Linked DNA regions of Canis lupus: region 2 is linked to region 1. The links are chromatin contacts, called in public Hi-C maps. All regions are on one chromosome and are shown on one strand. The core of a region is the stretch at or near the end of the contact, and the rest is flanking DNA. Distances in the headings are between cores, read along the strand shown.

Region 1 (7,651 bases), core at 3,168-5,667:
AGCCACCCAGGTGCCCCAGTACAATGCCATTTTTGATAGAAAAAAAAAAAAATACGGAGACAGGATGTGTTTGTAAGAACCAAAAGTGTTATAGTGAGTATTTTTGTTTTTCTTATTTTCCAAATGTCCGTTTCTCTTGATTTTTCTCACCCATGATTAATCATTTACTGCTGGCTGTGTGGGAGCCCCAGTTCCAGTAAATCTCTGTTCAAAGGGGCCACTGGTGAATCCCAGAGGCCTGGGCAGAGACATATGAGCAGGCAGGCCCCTGTGGTTGCCCCCATTTACCCTGCTTGCAGGTCTGCCCAGGGACTTAGCCCTTGGGTTTGGCTTTGACTCTGGCCCCCTAACTTATCCTCTGGGCCAGTCCCTCACAAATTCCCCCTGGGAACTCCAGGCTGAGGAGATGGTCTGTTGCCCACCCAATTCTCACTCCACAGTTCCATCCTGTCCCCTTATGAGAGACAGCTGAACTTGGATGGCAGTGCCCAGTGCCTAGAGGATCAGAATGGCAAAAGGAAGAGGAGGAGCTCCAGCTTTCGGTAATGCTCCCCACATGGCCACCCCCTGCCCCCTGGGAGTTCTGGGGAGCAGAGCTGTTGAGGGAGTGCTGGTTTGGGGACCTTGGAGAATTCATTGGCTTAAGAGCTGGGCTTGGGCAGCTCCCTTGTAGGATCCTGGAGGCAGTATAATATGTGTGGGACATGTGCACCTCAGCAATCAAGAGCAGACGTGCTGCATTTCCTCCTCACGTCCCTCAGGTCTATTAATAAGAAGGCCAAGGCCCTGGAGAATCCCCCACAGGGGGTGGATGAGACACCTGAGAGCCTGACAGCCTCCAGCCCACCTCCCTGCAACCAGAACAGCCGATGCCCAGAGGAGAAACCTCAGGAGTCAAGCCCTGTAAAGGGCCCAATGGGCCCATCTCAGCTTCTGGGAGCCCTGGAGCCCTGGCCTGGCCTGGCTAACGAGGGGGTGGGGTGCAGCCCGGAGAGTGGCAAAGTAGAGAACAGGGTCAAGGGGTTTTGTAAGCCACGCTGGAACTTTGAACAGATCTCCTTCCCCAACATGGCTTCAGATAGCCGCCACACCCTTCTGCTTGCCCCAGCCCCAGAGCTGCTCCCAGCCAATGTCGCTGGGCGGGAGACAGATGCTGAATCCTGGTGCCAGAAGCTGAACCAAAGGAAGGAGAAGCTCTCCAGGCGGGAACGGGAGCAACAAGCAGAGGCCCAGCGCTTCCGGGAGGATGTAAATTCAGATCCCGAGGTGCAGTGCTGCTCCAACTGGCAGGAGTACAAGCAGCTGCTGCAGAGGAGGTGTCTGCAGAAGAGCCAGAGCCGCCCCCCACACCTGTGGGAACAACCTGTCAGACCCTTGCTGAGTCCTGGCCAGGCAGACTCCCCAGGTACCCGCCCCCCTCACCCAGCCAAAGCCCCACAGGCTCCTGGCAGCTGAGGAATCAAAAGACTTTGAAAGGGGCATGGATTGGCCATAACCAATTGAGGCTTAAGAAAGATGGGGCAGAGAGAGCTATCCAGGGGAGTGGAACCCATAAGGACAGTCTGTTCTCCTGGAAAGCAGCAAAAGGACCCATGTGGGAAGGCGTGGAAATGGCAAGTCAGTGTCCAGGGAGAGGCGAGGGGGAACGAAACTACAACTACATCCTTAAAATAATAAACAAGATACATGTGGATAGCTCTGCCACCGACTAGCTGTGGTCCCCTGTTCTCGCAGCTCTGTGAGAGGGGAGCAAGAGGTCATCTCCTGGCCAAATCAAAGGAAGGCTTACTGTATGCCCTGTGTGTTTAAGAATGGAACTAATAGGGCAAGATTGGTATTAACAGATTCAGGATTCTTTATAATCCTTATGAGAACACGGGAGATGTCACCATAAGTATACTCCAAATATTGCATGGGACGTACCTATAACTTTTTTTTTAATCTGCTAAGTCTGGCAACCCTAAACTAGATGGCAGGTTCAGAAACATCAGAGGAGTCTGCAGATGGTTGACTTCCCTCCCCAACACCTTATTTTCACTGTCCTTGCAGCCATAGCCCTTCAGCATATCTCTGTGCTGCAGACCACACACCTTGCTGATGGAGGTGCCCGGTGAGTTTCCAGGTAGTGCCTGTCTCCATAGTACCTTGGCTGCCAGCAGTTGGCAGCTGGGACTTGACTCCTGAAGTTGGGCATGAGCTGGGGGATCATTCCAGGGCCCTCAGCCTGGCTGAGTCTCATGTGTCTAGGGGAGAGGGAGGGATGAGAGGCAAGAGGTGGACTAAGCCTGAGGATTCTGAGGTAGGCAGCCAAACCTCCCCCTGCCCAAGTGGCACCTCACAGCAGGACCTCCATCCCTGTGGATGAGGCTGCTTCCTGGAACTGTGGGAGGGAAAGAGCGGGGCATGAAAGAAAAGGGAGAGGAGGAGAAAGATCCCTGTTTCTTAAAGTTTCTTCCTCTGTCCACAGGCTGCTGGAGAAGTCTGGGGGCTTGGAGATCAGCTTTGACATTTATCAGGCCGATGCTGTGGCCACATTCCGAAAGAATAACCCCGGCAAACCCTACGCCCGGATGTGCATTAGTGGGTACGAGACCAGTGACCCTACCCCCAGGCTGCTGCCAGTTCTTTTGTAAACCAAGTGGACCTCTCCTCCCCACCCCTAGCCAGTTTGCCAATCTGAGAGGAACCAGAGGTCCAGAGAGCTGTCATTGATGCAGGCCACACAGCCAGTCAGTACTATAGGAACCAGAGCATACCAAGTCCTAAGCCCTCATTTCTGGCATCTTGCGCAGTCTCTCTCCTGTGCCAATTTACTGCAGGGCTCACCCAGCAGAAGGGTTGGGAATCAGAGGGATTCACAGGCTATGAGTGGTAAGAACCTCACTCTTCCTAGCCCTGGTACTCAACCAAGGCTCTGGTCACTCTTGGAGAACTTACTAGAACCATGCAGTTTGCAGACAGGAGAGTCCAGAGGCCATTTGGGTTCTTGCACTCCCAACTCTTGTCTAATTCCCCCCTCCCTGGTAGCCTGAGAGGGCTGGGGTCTCAGAGCTTATGGGCGGCCTGTGCCTACCTCTCTGTCTAACTTTATCCCTGCAGATTTGATGAGCCAGTTCCAGACCTCTGTACCCTCAAGCGGCTGTCCTACCAGAGTGGGGATGTTCCTCTGATCTTTGCCCTGGTGGATCATGGAGACATCTCCTTCTACAGCTTCAGGGACTTCACGCTGCCCAGAGATCTGGAACACTAATGACACCGCTCTGGCAGGGCATGGGACCTGCTCGGGGGGACCTGGACTGTCTATTCTCAGGGACCATCTCAGCTGCCTCCTATACCCAGACTCACCTGTAGCTTCAGGGGCTAGTCTGGGCCTTGGCCCTGAGTGTCTGATGCTTGCAGGAGAACGAAGCCATGCCCCTCCCCTCCCCCCACCTGGCTTCCATAGTCCCAGGCCTGAGATTGCTGTCTTGCAGTGATACTTTGGAACTCAGGACTAGATTTCAGAGACCCAGCGGGGTGGGGCAGAAGAGAGGACTCTGTGCCTTTAATCGAGAGGGTGCCTGCTTCGTGCGATAAAGCCAAAGCCATTAAAAAATAGATCGCTCTAATGCTGTGGCTGGAGATGGTGCAAAACTCCCCGGCCCTGCCCGAGCCTCAGGCCACCACCCCTCAAGTCCCGATGTCCGTGGAGCAGGCTCCAGGCCCTCACCCCTCCTTTGCCAACCCGCAGACCGTGCTTTCTCTGGTGCGGGAGCTAGGTCCCCGCGAGGGCAAGAACGCGACCCCGCACTTTCCTCAGGCCCTGCGCCCAGGGGACAGGAAATCACAGACCTAATCAGCTTGGCTTTCTCAATGGTCGTCCACGGGGAGGAGGCTGGCGCTCCATCGGGCCTTCCCTGAACTTCCCCGCTTCGGGGTAGAAGGGCGGCGGAGAGGCGCCATGTCGGTGTGGCTTGAACGCTAGCGGCTTCGGAGCGCGCCATTCGCACCCCTGGCCTCCGCGCCTCCTCCGCTCCCGCCTCTCGTCGCTCCACCTCGCTCCGCAGTTGTGCTAAAAACTGGTCACCGTTGTCCTTTGGGGCCTCGGGCGCCTTCTTGACTCCGCAGCAACTCGGCGGACTGGGGTCCGGGCTCGGGGCCCGCCCCGAGGGGAGGCGCCTGGCGGCAACGCCCCCGTCCCCAAGCCACCTCGCCGTGGGGTCCCGAAACCGGGCCCAGTGGCCGCCGGTCACCCGCTCTGATTGGGTTGTGCGTCTTCGGGAAGAGCAGGCCCGGCTACGTCCCTCCCTCGGCCGCTCGGGGCCGGCGGGGGGAGGGACGGCTCCCCTCCGCGGTCCGGCCTGGGAGGCGGGCCAGGCTGCCGCGCGTCCCAGGGACTATTTCCTCCCGGACGCGGCAGGACATTGGGCGCGGCGCGCCGTCCTGAGTCCAGGTGTGCTCAGGTGAGACAGGGGCGGGCCCTAAGCGCCTCGTGCATATTCAGGCGGCGCGGCCCCGCCCCCGCGCTCCCCGGGACCGCGGATTGGCCCGAGAGCGGCCGCCGCCCGCCCCCCGAGGGCGCCCTCGCTGCGCGCCCGCCCCGTCGGCTCCGAGCTGCGGGAGGCGGGGCCAGGCCCGGGGGCGGGGCCGCTGGGGCCCGGGGCTCGGCGAGCCCGTCCGGCTCGCCCTTTATGTAAATAGCGGCGGCTCCGCCCCCTGCTCGCCGCGCCGGAGGTGAGCAGGAAGGAGTCTGCCGCCCAGCAGCCCGTGGCCCGGCTGCGGAGTGAGCGGAGCCGGCGGCGGGGGCCGTGGAACGCCGAGGCCTCGGGCGGGGGCCGGCCTGGGGCTCCAGGTGAGGCGCGGGCCCGGAAACACCGAGCCGGGTCCGCCCCCTCGGAGCGCCCTCCGCTCGGGGCGGGAAGGCGGGAGAGGGCCGGGACCCCTGCTTTCCCCGGGCGGGGCGGGGAGGGCTGTGCCCGGGTCGGCGCGCGCGTCGCCCTGGATCCCGGGGCTCCGTTCGTCCCGGCGAAAGACACCTGTAGGAAGTGCGGCTGGGAACTTTTCCCTGCCTGATCCGTCCGCGTTTACGGAATTCGAGCTCCAGGTTTGCCTAGTACTGTTGGTTTGGGGAAACGGGGAAACAAGTGCCCGGCCTGGCTGAGTGCAGGAGGTCACCGCGGGCGGGGGTGGGATCCCGGGACCTTGGGCCCACGTGCAGGGCGCCTGGCCCGAGTGGCTGGCGACGCGCGGCTCAGGTAGCCGGCTCTCCGCGAGCGGCGGCCGCAGCGCGTTACCTCGCCGGCTTAGAGCCTGCCCCTGCCATCTGGGCCCGCTCCCTGCCGGCCCTTTGTGCCTCCTAATCCCCGGACGCAGGAAGCCCGCGGGAGGGACTTCGGTCTCTGGGCCTTTCTCCGCCTGTGGCGGCCTTGGACACCTTTAAGGGAAGGCATCGAGATCCGGTGTGTTTTCCACGACGCCGGGGGTGGGGTTGCGCTGTGATACGATGGGACTTGGTGAGAAGGGGAAAATATCGTCTTGCTGAACTAAGTGTGCAACGCTTGCTCCTGGTTTGCCCTCGCCGGGCAGTTTGTAGGCGCGCTGAGCTTTAGCTGTGGGGGGACCTGACTGTAACCAGGAGAACCGCGGTGTGGCGGCCTCGGGCTCTCACCTGAGACAAGGTGAACTCTGGGTGAGGGGGCAGGGCTTAGACTCCGTGCCCCTTCCCCTGGGGATCCATGTGCCAGATGCGGGGCGTCTTAATGTGGGCTCTGGGGATCCTCTGCAGAGTTTACAACTCAAAGTCCTCTGTCAGGCTGCAGAGGGGATTGCCAGCTGGGAGCTGAGCTGGGTGGGATGATACTGTTAGGGAGACAAAAGCCCCAGGTGGGAAGAACAGAGCAGCGGTAGGAATAGCTGTGGCCTAGCCCCGGGGGAAGCCAGGGTCAGAAGGGCTTTTGAGGGAGACAGTCTGTGTCTTCCAGAGCTGAAGCATGGGAAGGGTCCCGGGAGAGATGGTCCTACTTGTCTTATGCACCGAGCACTCAGATTTGGTTTTCTTTTTCTTTCTTTTATGATGGGGTTATTTATGGATTTGAGAGAGAGAGAGAGAGAGTGGGCATGAGCAGGAGTGGGAGGGGCAGAGGAAGAGAAATCCTCAAGCAGACTCACTGCTGGGTGCAGAGCCTGACCCTGAGCTCCATCCTAGGACCCTGAGATCATGACCTGAGCCAAAATCAAGTGTCTGACGCTCAACCGACTGAGTCACTCAGGCACCCCAGATTTGGTTTTCTTCTTTTTTTAAAATGTTATTTATTTATTCATGAGAGACACACAGAGAAAGGCAGAGAAGCAGGTGCCTCACGAGGAGCCCAATGTGGGACTCCATCCCAGGACCCCGGGATCACGACCTGAGCCAAAGGCAGATGCTCAACCACTGAGCCATCCAGGCATCCCATGAGCCACCCAGGTATCCCCAGATTTGGTGTTCTTAAGTGGTCTGCCCACAGTGTTCACTGGTGGCAGTCAAAAGGCAAACCTAGCTCTGGGGGCTCTGACCGCTACTACTCCTCTTCTCCAAAGTTAGAGGTCAATCTCTGCGGGGCCCACTGGACAGTGTTTCCAGTGTCTGAGGCCAGTCTCCTATCCCTACTCTTCCTTAAGTCAATGGAGTGCCTCTTTGGTGGCCGAATAATATAATTTTAATTACTTAATAATTTAGCACTTAGCAACTTTTAAAATAGTTTCGTTAAAAGAAGAAGAGGGGGGATGCCTAGGTAGCTCAGCAGTTGGACGTCTCTCTGCCTTTGGCTCAGGGCCTGATCCCGGGTCTGGGGATTGAGTCCCCACATCGGGTTCCCTGTGAGGAGCCTGCTTCTCCCTCTATGTCTCTGCTTCTCCTCTGTGTCTCTCAAAAAAAAGAAGAAGAAGAAGAAGAAGAAAAAGGCCCATAATTCCAACTGACTTGTTGGTTTAGAAAATTAAAAAGGTGATAAGCACCCATAGTGGGGAAAGTGAAATGTTTTAGAAAGTATAGAGGTAAGACTCCCTCTCGCCCCTCAGACTTTTTCCTCAAACATGGTGTTCTTCAGTTTTTTAGTGTCTTTCCAGATATCAGGTGTAGTTTTCAATCATGCCTTGCTGATTTCTTGCTGCATAACCTTGGCTCAGTCACCTAATCATGCGAAGCCTCAGCGAGCCTTGTTGATAGGAGAATGAAAAAATGTCATGAACACGTGTGGCCTGGCATAGAGCAGGCATTGGGGTGGGTGAGCTGCCTAACGTGCTCCATAAAGCATAAAAAGTGTCATTTGTGGGCCCGTGGGCAGACACCTGAATCTTTTGGACATGCTTGCTGGGTCATCAGGGAATTTGGCTTCTTTGTCCAGAAGTTAGCCTAGAGGTCCTGATTTTTGAAAGCCTCTGGAGGTCAGACCTTTTAAAATGTGAATATTGTTCCTTGAAACTAGGGAGGCAGAGGTAGAGGACAGTGGCCTCTTGCAGCCTCACTTTTGTTCCCTTGGCCCTTGGTACTTGCCTTGTTCCTTGGCGGAGCCAGGAGTGAGTCCTGATGGCCAGACCCCAGCTGGGGGCCTTTTCTGGGAAGAAGGGGGTGTACAATCTAATCCGCTCAGCTTTTTGCTCAGCAGAGGGCTTGGCTGTATACATTCTGTAC
Region 2 (7,651 bases), core at 2,833-5,332, 220 kb before region 1:
GTGGGAAGTCTAGAGTTGCTGCTGAATTACTACATTTGTCTCCACGTGCTTCTAGTTTGAGATGTTTTCAAAGGAGCCACCCCCCATGATATGCTTACATTTAAAGAGACCAGAAAACACCAGGAGAAGTAACCACACAGGAGCAGCTGGTGGCTGGGTTATGCCGCTGTTGGAGACTAATCACAGAACGCTAGTTTTCTTAGGGCACACATTCCCTGGCACTAAGATTGCGGAAGGAGCACAGAATAACGATGTGTTTGACAGCAATTTCACAGAAGAAAGTGTTCTTACAACACACACACATGAACCCCTAACAAGAGCGGGCCAGGCAGGGCCTCCCCAGCAGGCTTAGCTTGGCATGTGATGGGCATTACTAATTGTTAGCTGAGTCAAACTTCTGTTCTGAGTGCTGCAGAAGGCACTGGTCCAGGACAATTACTGCCTCTCTTCTGCCAAGCAGAGTGCTCCATCCTCTGTCCCGAGTCAGCCAGCTCTGCACATTCAAGGCCACCTGCTGTGGCAACTTGGAAGCCAGGTCCAATGTAAGCGCTTAGGAGACAAGAACTCCGTTCTCTGTGCTCCATCCCCCTTTCATGGGTCCTTAAACCTTAAAAAATGGCTTTGCTGCCCTAGAGGCGACTCTATGATTCATTCTTTCAATTACTGGCCTCAGTGTAGCTTGTCCTGCCGTCCAAGAGTGACTTTGCTGACTCCTGTTCTCAGAAAGCAAAGGGTTGGATGTTCCCAGGCTCAGACCTCCAGGCCCATCCCACTGGCCCCATCCCTACAGCTCAGGAGGGCTCCCATGCTCACCTTTGAGTGCTGTCTTCAGCAGCTGCTGAGTCTCTGCATCAAAAGACTGGATTTTATACTCCTCTCTACCAGGCTCCCCCATGACCATCCAGCCCCCACAGCTCTTTACAGAGGAGGGACTAATGACAGCACCTGGGAAGGAGAGGGGAAGGGAGAGGCCTCAGGTGTGCAGCGCAGGGCCTGGTTTCTACCTTGCAGGCCCCGGCCAGGGCTAGCCAGGGCTGGCCAGCGCTCGGGACAGGTGCTCCCGGCCAGTCCATTGCCTTGGGTGGTTGGCTGAGGGCCCAGGAAGCTTGACTTCTGGTGGAGACTGGGCACCAGCCAGGCACCTGCTGCTGTTTAGAACTCCTGTAGCTTCTGGGGTTACACAAGAGGTGAAGGTGGACGTGCCTACCCTTCAATTTCCATAGGAGGTAGAGTTATTCTTGATACCCAGGCTGGGGGGAGGTGCACTGCGCTGGGGGTGTTGGTAGGGGGCATATCAGACGGCTCCCTGCCTTTCCGGAAGCCCGCCTGGAAGCTGCTCGCCCAGCGCGACTTCCAGAGAGTGACAGGGCCGAGGGCTCGGGACACGTCCATCCCAGCAGGGTTCCACTCGCCCCGCCCCGACTCATCCCTGGGCTGTAGTCAGAATCCTCAGTCCCAAACCCGGCCGGCAGCCCTCGGCCTGGCCTGTGCGGGCGGGTGCGGGGCTGATCCGCTCCGGTCCGGGCCAACTTCTCCCCGGGACAGACCGGGTAAACTGGCCTCCCGAGCGGCAGAAACCCGACCCTGCCCACTCAGGACTCCACACTCGGGAGCTCCATCCTGGAGCCTTCCTCCTAAAGACGAGGGGAGCCGGTGACGCGTCTCCGGCAGTCCCCGTTGGAGTCCCCTCTCCGGACGCGGTGCCTCCCCCCGAGTCCAAGGACGACCTCGGGCATCTCCAAAGCCGGGCGGCTTCCCCAAGCCCGGAACCCCCTTCCGGGTGGCGCAGCGCAGCCGTCCGGGGTCCCGCGGGCGGGCGAGGCCGTGCGAGCGCCGGGACCCACCTGCCGGGCCGGCGCCGCGCCCGCGGGCCCAGAGGCCGCTCGACGGGCATGGTGCGCGCCCCCGGTCCGCCGCGCTGCAGGGCTGGGGCGGCCGGTCGGGCCTCGCCGCCGCTTAGGTCATTTCCGAGCGCGGCGCGGGGCGGGGCCAGCGCGGGGCGGGGCCAGCGCGGAGGGCGGGGCCGCCCCGCCAGCGCCCCCTGCCGGAGTCCCGGCGACGCTGTCCTCCCCGCGCGTGCTCCCGAGGTCCGGGGGGCGCCGGGAAGGCCCGCGACGCCGCCCGCAGCGAGTCCTCACTCGAGTCGGCCGCGCCGCGCCGGACCCGCTCCTCCGCCCAGAGGAAGCCCTCGGTCGCCGGCGGCGGGGCCCCCTCCCACGCCCGGGGCTCAGGTTAGAACAGGATGGAAAGAGACTGGGCGGGGCGGCGGGAGGACAAGGAGGGCTGGCCCGTCACTTCCACCTTCCGCGCGAGAGAAGGCAATGGGACCCCTAAGGGCTGGATCGTCCCCCCACCCTCTCCTCCAAGTACAAACCGTACTGCTCAGGTTGAAAATCAGCGGACCAGGGCCGCCCGGGTGGCTCAGCGGTTGGGCGCCTGCCTTCAGCCCAGGGTATGATCTTAGGGTCCTGGGATCGGGTCCCGAATTGGGCTCCCTGCGTGGCGCCTGCTTCTCTCTCTGCCTCTTTCATGAGTAAATAAAAATAAAAAATAAAAATAAAAATAAAAAAAAAACATAACGGACCAGCCCCCAAGTAGGATCCCACCCCGCCAGCCTGCCAGCCGGGAGGTGCTGGGAGTGACCGTGAAGTTGGACAGGCCCTGGCTCGGTTGCGCCTGGGGCTGGGGAAGAGGCGCGGGCCCAGCAGCTGAGGGCCATCCCTGAGGTCAGCCCTGGGTGACGAGGGCAACCAGAAGGGGCTGGAGGAGCAGTGCCTCTTCCCATCACACAGACCTGTCCACGGCGGTTAAAAGGGCTGCTTGAGGTGGACACGAGCACATGCAGAGAATAAAGTTTACTTCATTCCACCAAAGTGGAATTTCTTAATACATTCTGGTAGCTGCTTTCCTGCAGCCCCAAACCCTGTGGGTGTTGGAGCACCCCCTACCCACAGCCTGGACCTTCATAATCAGCAGCCAGGAGCAGGGAAGCTTCAGGATTCAGGGTCTCAGATATGTCATAAAGCCCCAGGCCAGAGGCTATGACATCACACAGGCCTGCTCCCACACGGAGGGGAGGGTGAAGTCCTGCAGGGGGCTCTGGCGCTCCTCCATCCTGGCTCCCCTGGTAGAGCAAGCCAGCAGGCCAGGCTTCCCCAGGGGGTGCGGAGTGGGTGGAAAGGGTGGTGGTTGTGTTCTGTACATCTGTCTCCCCCACCGCCTCACTGCAGTTTCTCCTCTGTGCCCAGATGAGTAGCTGTCGTGAGTTCCCGTGCTGACAACCCCCACTCCTGGCACCAACCACCCTCAGCAGGCTGGTTGCCCAGGCCTTTCCTTCTACCACCGCCTTCACAAGGCTGCTTCAGAGCTGGGGCCCCTCTGGGGTGACAGAGGACACACATAGCACCATGCTGAGCCCAGGAGGGGGGACCCTGGGTGGGCAGCTGATGCCAGCTGACCCAGCTGTAAGGCTCCCGCCCCTACTCTGGGGAGAGGAGTGAAAAAGACCACCCCCTTTACCCACAGGTCCTGCCCATGAGCACAGCCCACTTCCTGCCAGCCGCCAGGATGTTTTCCCCAGAGGCCCTCAGCTATGCTCCATCCACCCAGGGGAGGGAGAACAGCCTGAGCCAGACTTCATAGACAGGATGATCTGGGCATCAAGTGACCAGTTCTTCCTCCCAGAGCCAGAAGCAAAGCTGTGTGAGGGATACAAGTGCTTAGAAAAATGGAATCTGAGGAAGGCAAGGGTTCCTTCCTGCATACTTTGTGAGGAGGGATGTGGTGCAGAAGGGAAGATGGAGTGAGATAAGGAAGGTGCTTGTAGCTTCGGGTGTGTTAAATTAGCTGGTGGGGCCATGAGCGCACGTGAGGACCGGGGCCACGCCAAGGGCCCAACCCCAACCCTCAGGCTCCAGCTGAAGTCCCCAGAGCCCGGACAGATGTCTGGGCAGAGGGGCTAAGAAGTGCAGGGTGGCAGCTGCTGCCTCTACTTCAAGCACAAGCCTCACAGAGAAACCAGCTCCAGCGCCCTCTGACTGGCGTGGCTGCGTCCCCACAGATCGAGTCCCGCATTCTCCCCGAGAAAGCCCTTGCCCTTCTAGTGACGGCAGAGCAGGCGCCGGGAGAGGGGAGCGGGTGCGGGCAGCAGCTCTAAGTCTGCCTTCCTTCTGGAGGCAGCCCTGCCTGCCCCGGGGCTAGCTGTCCGCCTTCTTCATGTGGTGGAAGAGGTTACAGAAGAGCTCATACCAGAAGAACACGAAGCCGGTAGCGAGAGCGGCCTTCAGCAGGCTGGGGGACAGGCCCTTGAAGAAGCCCCTAGGGCCTTCCTCCCTCAGCACCTGCCGGGCACAGTCCAGGAGGCCCTTATAGCTGCGGACCTGCCAGGGAAGAGGACAGAAGAGGTGATTAGCAGACGCAGACACACACACACACACACACACACACACACACACACACACACACACACACGCTGGCTCTTCGGTCAGCCCCACACCTGGCACGTCACAGCTCCCGATGAACACCTGCCGGACAAAGCCATGAATGCTGAAAGGCCAGAGGAGTTAACCTTTCCTTTCTCTTCCAGGTGGCCTGGTAATTCATAAGTCTTTTTTTTTTTTTTTTTAATTTATTTATGATAGTCAGGGGGCGGGGGGCAGAGACATAGGCAGAGGGAGAAGCAGGCTCCATGCAGGGAGCCCGACGTGGGATTCGATCCTGGGTCTCCAGGATCGTGCCCTGGGCCAAAGGCAGGCGCTAAACCGCTGCGCCACCCAGGGATCCCTGGCCTGGTAATTCAGACTTAACAGGTGAGGTGCCTGGAAATCAGCACTGGACAGAGCTCCTACTGACTGGGCCTCCTGAGGACCTTTTTCTGGGGCACCTGGGGGGCTTGGTGAAGCGTCTGCCTTTGGCTCAGGTCATGACCCCAGAGTCCTGGGTTCGAGCCCCGCATCGGGCTCCCTGCTCAGCAGGGTGTCTGCTTCTCCCCCTGCCCTTCCCTCTGCTCCTCCTCTCTCAAATAATTTTTTAAAAGATTTTATTTATTTATTCATGAGAGACACACAGAGAGACGCAGAGACACAGGCAGAGAGAGAAAAACAGGCTCCCTGCAGGGAGCCCAGTTTGGGACTCGATCCCAGGACCCCGAGATCATGACCTGTGACGAAGGCAGATGCTCAACCACTGAGCCACCCAGGTGCCCTGAAATAAAAAATCTTTTAAAAAAGGACTCTTTCCCCTATCCCACCTGGTCCCCCCTTGGGCAGTAGATCTGGATCGGACTCCTGTTGGCTTTGGGCCCCAGTCTGTCCTCAGTTAGCCACATGCTGCTGCCAGACTCACATCCCCAAATCTCAACTCCCCTCAAACCTCGCTACCTTCAAATCTCCACTAACCCCCATGATGACAATAACATTATAACAAATCAAGTGGCACCTGGCTGGCTCAGTCCCAGAGTATGGGACTCTTGATCTCAGGGTTAGGAGTTCAAATCCCATGCTGGATGTAGACTTTAAAATAAAATAAAATCCAAGCTCTGTAGCCTGGTGTTCAGGGCATTGCTCCATTTGGCCTCAACTTCCCTCCCTAATCTGCCCTCATTCCCCACCAGTCCTCCCACCAAACCCGCCACGCAGTCTGTTAGGACCAAGGCCTCTCTCCTCTGTCCTGGCCTCTCACTGAATCTCCCTATGCAAATTTGAACCATTCCTGCAGGACAAGTTCATAAATGGAAAAAGGAGGGCATACAACCTTGTATACACCCTGTATTTGATACAAAGTACCCGTGTATGTTTATGCAAAGAAACAAAACTACAGCCAAAGGTTCTGTGTGTTCTCTGGGTGGGTGGTGCAGGGAGGCTGGGTGGGTGGTGCAGGGGGGCTACCTGTGAGTCTTAGTTTTTATCTACGGGACTTCTCTGAACTTCCTACAAAGATATATTACAAGGAACTCAATTCCTCTCTTCCCCAAATACGGGGTGCTCCCTCCCTCCCGTCTCCCATTCCACGCCACTCCTCTCCTGTCATGTATGTATCAGGCCTGCAGCTTCCAGACTTCCCAGGTTCCCAGCTTCTAGAAGGAAAGCCCTGCAGTTACTCACCCTTGCTACACCCCAGCCCACCACTGGATGGCGCCCCAAAAGAGCAGGTGAAAATTCGGTTTGCAAAATCCAAACTGACTAAAGAATGACTATTAGTAACATCACAAAACCACCTAAACTGGGGCTTCTGTAAGTGACAAACCCTTTTAGTGCCTTTATAATGTAATTTACTCAGATTTAATCCACCCCTCTCCAGAAACCCCTACAAAATAAAGCAAAAAACCCCATGCATCAATGGGAGTCTCTGTGTTCTGTAGTATTTTGGACCTTTTTCTTTTCTTTAGGTTTTATTTATTTGAAAAAGAGCACGAGAGCTTTGCGCAGTGGCAGTATCGTAGCCAATGAGGTTTATCCGAGGCGCGATTATTGGTAATTGAAAAAGAGCATGAGAGCAGGGGAGAAACAGAGCGAGGGGACAAGCAGACTCTCCACGCCAAGCATGAAGCCTAACATGGGGCTCGACCCATGACCCCGATATGACTCAACCCAAAACCAGGCGTCACTCAACCAACTGAGCCACCCAGGAGCCCCAGGGACCTTTCTTATGTGAAGATATTCTTTGTCCCAAACTGAACACTTTTTTTTTTTTTTTAATTGAAGTAGGCTCCATGCCCAGGGTGGAGCCCAACACAGAGCCCAACACAGGGCTTGAACTCACAACCCTGAGATCAAGACCTGAGCTGAGATCGAGTTGAATGCTTAACCGACTGAACACCCAGGTGCCCTGAACTGAACACTTTTTAAGAGCAAACACTGAACCCTCCTTCACCTGGATCATCCCACAGTGCCCAACTGCACAGGGCTTTGTGTGTGGTGTTCCCATGTGTCTGGGGACCCCCAGGGACGGGATGTGGGGGATAATGCTGCCCAGTAGGCAGGTGAGAGGCAGGGCTCAGAGCTCTCTGCAGGCGGATGGCTCACCTGGCCGAAGGTGGCTCGGGCCCGCTCAAACCCTCCAACCTGCAGCCGTTTCTTGAAGAGGTCCAGGGGGTACGTGAGGGTCTTGCTGATGACTCCAGCTCCACTGCCACAGAGCAGGTTTTTGAGGTTCTCTGAACCAAAGTGGGATTGAGAGGGAAAATGAGAGAAGGGCAATCGGGAAAGATAAGTTCAAAGTCAAGAGCTCTAAGCCTCCACCATAAAACTAAGATCCACTGGTATCCTGAATCTCCGAGGGGAGCCACACAGAGCCACTCTGGGCATGGATGACAAACGGGAGTGGAAGTAGGGGCTTGCAGGCTCCATGGTGTGACTTGGTGCAAGGCCTGGGAGGGGCCAGGAGGCCCAGCCGCCCCCTCAGTCCCCCAAAACACACAACCCAAACCAGGCAGTCTGTAAGTGGGCCCTCTGACAAAAATGAAAACCCTGACCGTAGTCAGGAATAAACGTTGATGGTGCCACTGCTGGGGTGGCAAGAGCCGAAAGTGTCTGCAGGCGGCTGGCTTAATTTGTTTGGTTGGCTGTACTACAGAGCAGGGTTTGGAGAACAGGGCCCTAGCCCCTGACAGGAAGACCTCAGCCCCTACATGGTTCAGAAAGAGATGCTATGG

What was found. A called contact is a pair of places that touch in the nucleus more often than the background predicts.
Region 2: a Hi-C map of blood shows a contact between it and region 1, with 3 times the contacts expected there. The contact joins the promoter of MIF4GD here to the promoter of CASKIN2 in region 1. A contact is called at or near these places in 3 of 9 Hi-C or Micro-C datasets (amygdala and blood).

What each region holds. Positions count from the first base shown.
Region 1 is chr9:5,886,025-5,893,675 of UU_Cfam_GSD_1.0, reverse strand. CASKIN2 (caskin-2) reads right to left here and starts at 4,417. Exons shown (of 21, transcript XM_038546612.1): 1 at 3,832-4,417. It overlaps LLGL2 (LLGL scribble cell polarity complex component 2), which reads left to right and starts at 4,691. Exons shown (of 26, transcript XM_038546594.1): 1 at 4,691-4,831. TSEN54 (tRNA-splicing endonuclease subunit Sen54) reads left to right here. Exons shown (of 11, transcript XM_038546615.1): 7 at 441-542; 8 at 663-1,405; 9 at 2,050-2,110; 10 at 2,468-2,584; 11 at 3,100-3,608. The coding sequence ends at 3,250.
Region 2 is chr9:6,100,887-6,108,537 of UU_Cfam_GSD_1.0, reverse strand. It overlaps MIF4GD (MIF4G domain-containing protein), which reads right to left and starts at 4,082. Exons shown (of 7, transcript XM_038546633.1): 1 at 2,795-4,082; 2 at 2,380-2,524; 3 at 814-945. The coding sequence starts at 901. It overlaps SLC25A19 (mitochondrial thiamine pyrophosphate carrier), which reads right to left. Exons shown (of 8, transcript XM_038546623.1): 7 at 7,023-7,153; 8 at 2,841-4,379. The coding sequence ends at 4,197. It also overlaps the pseudogene LOC119873531.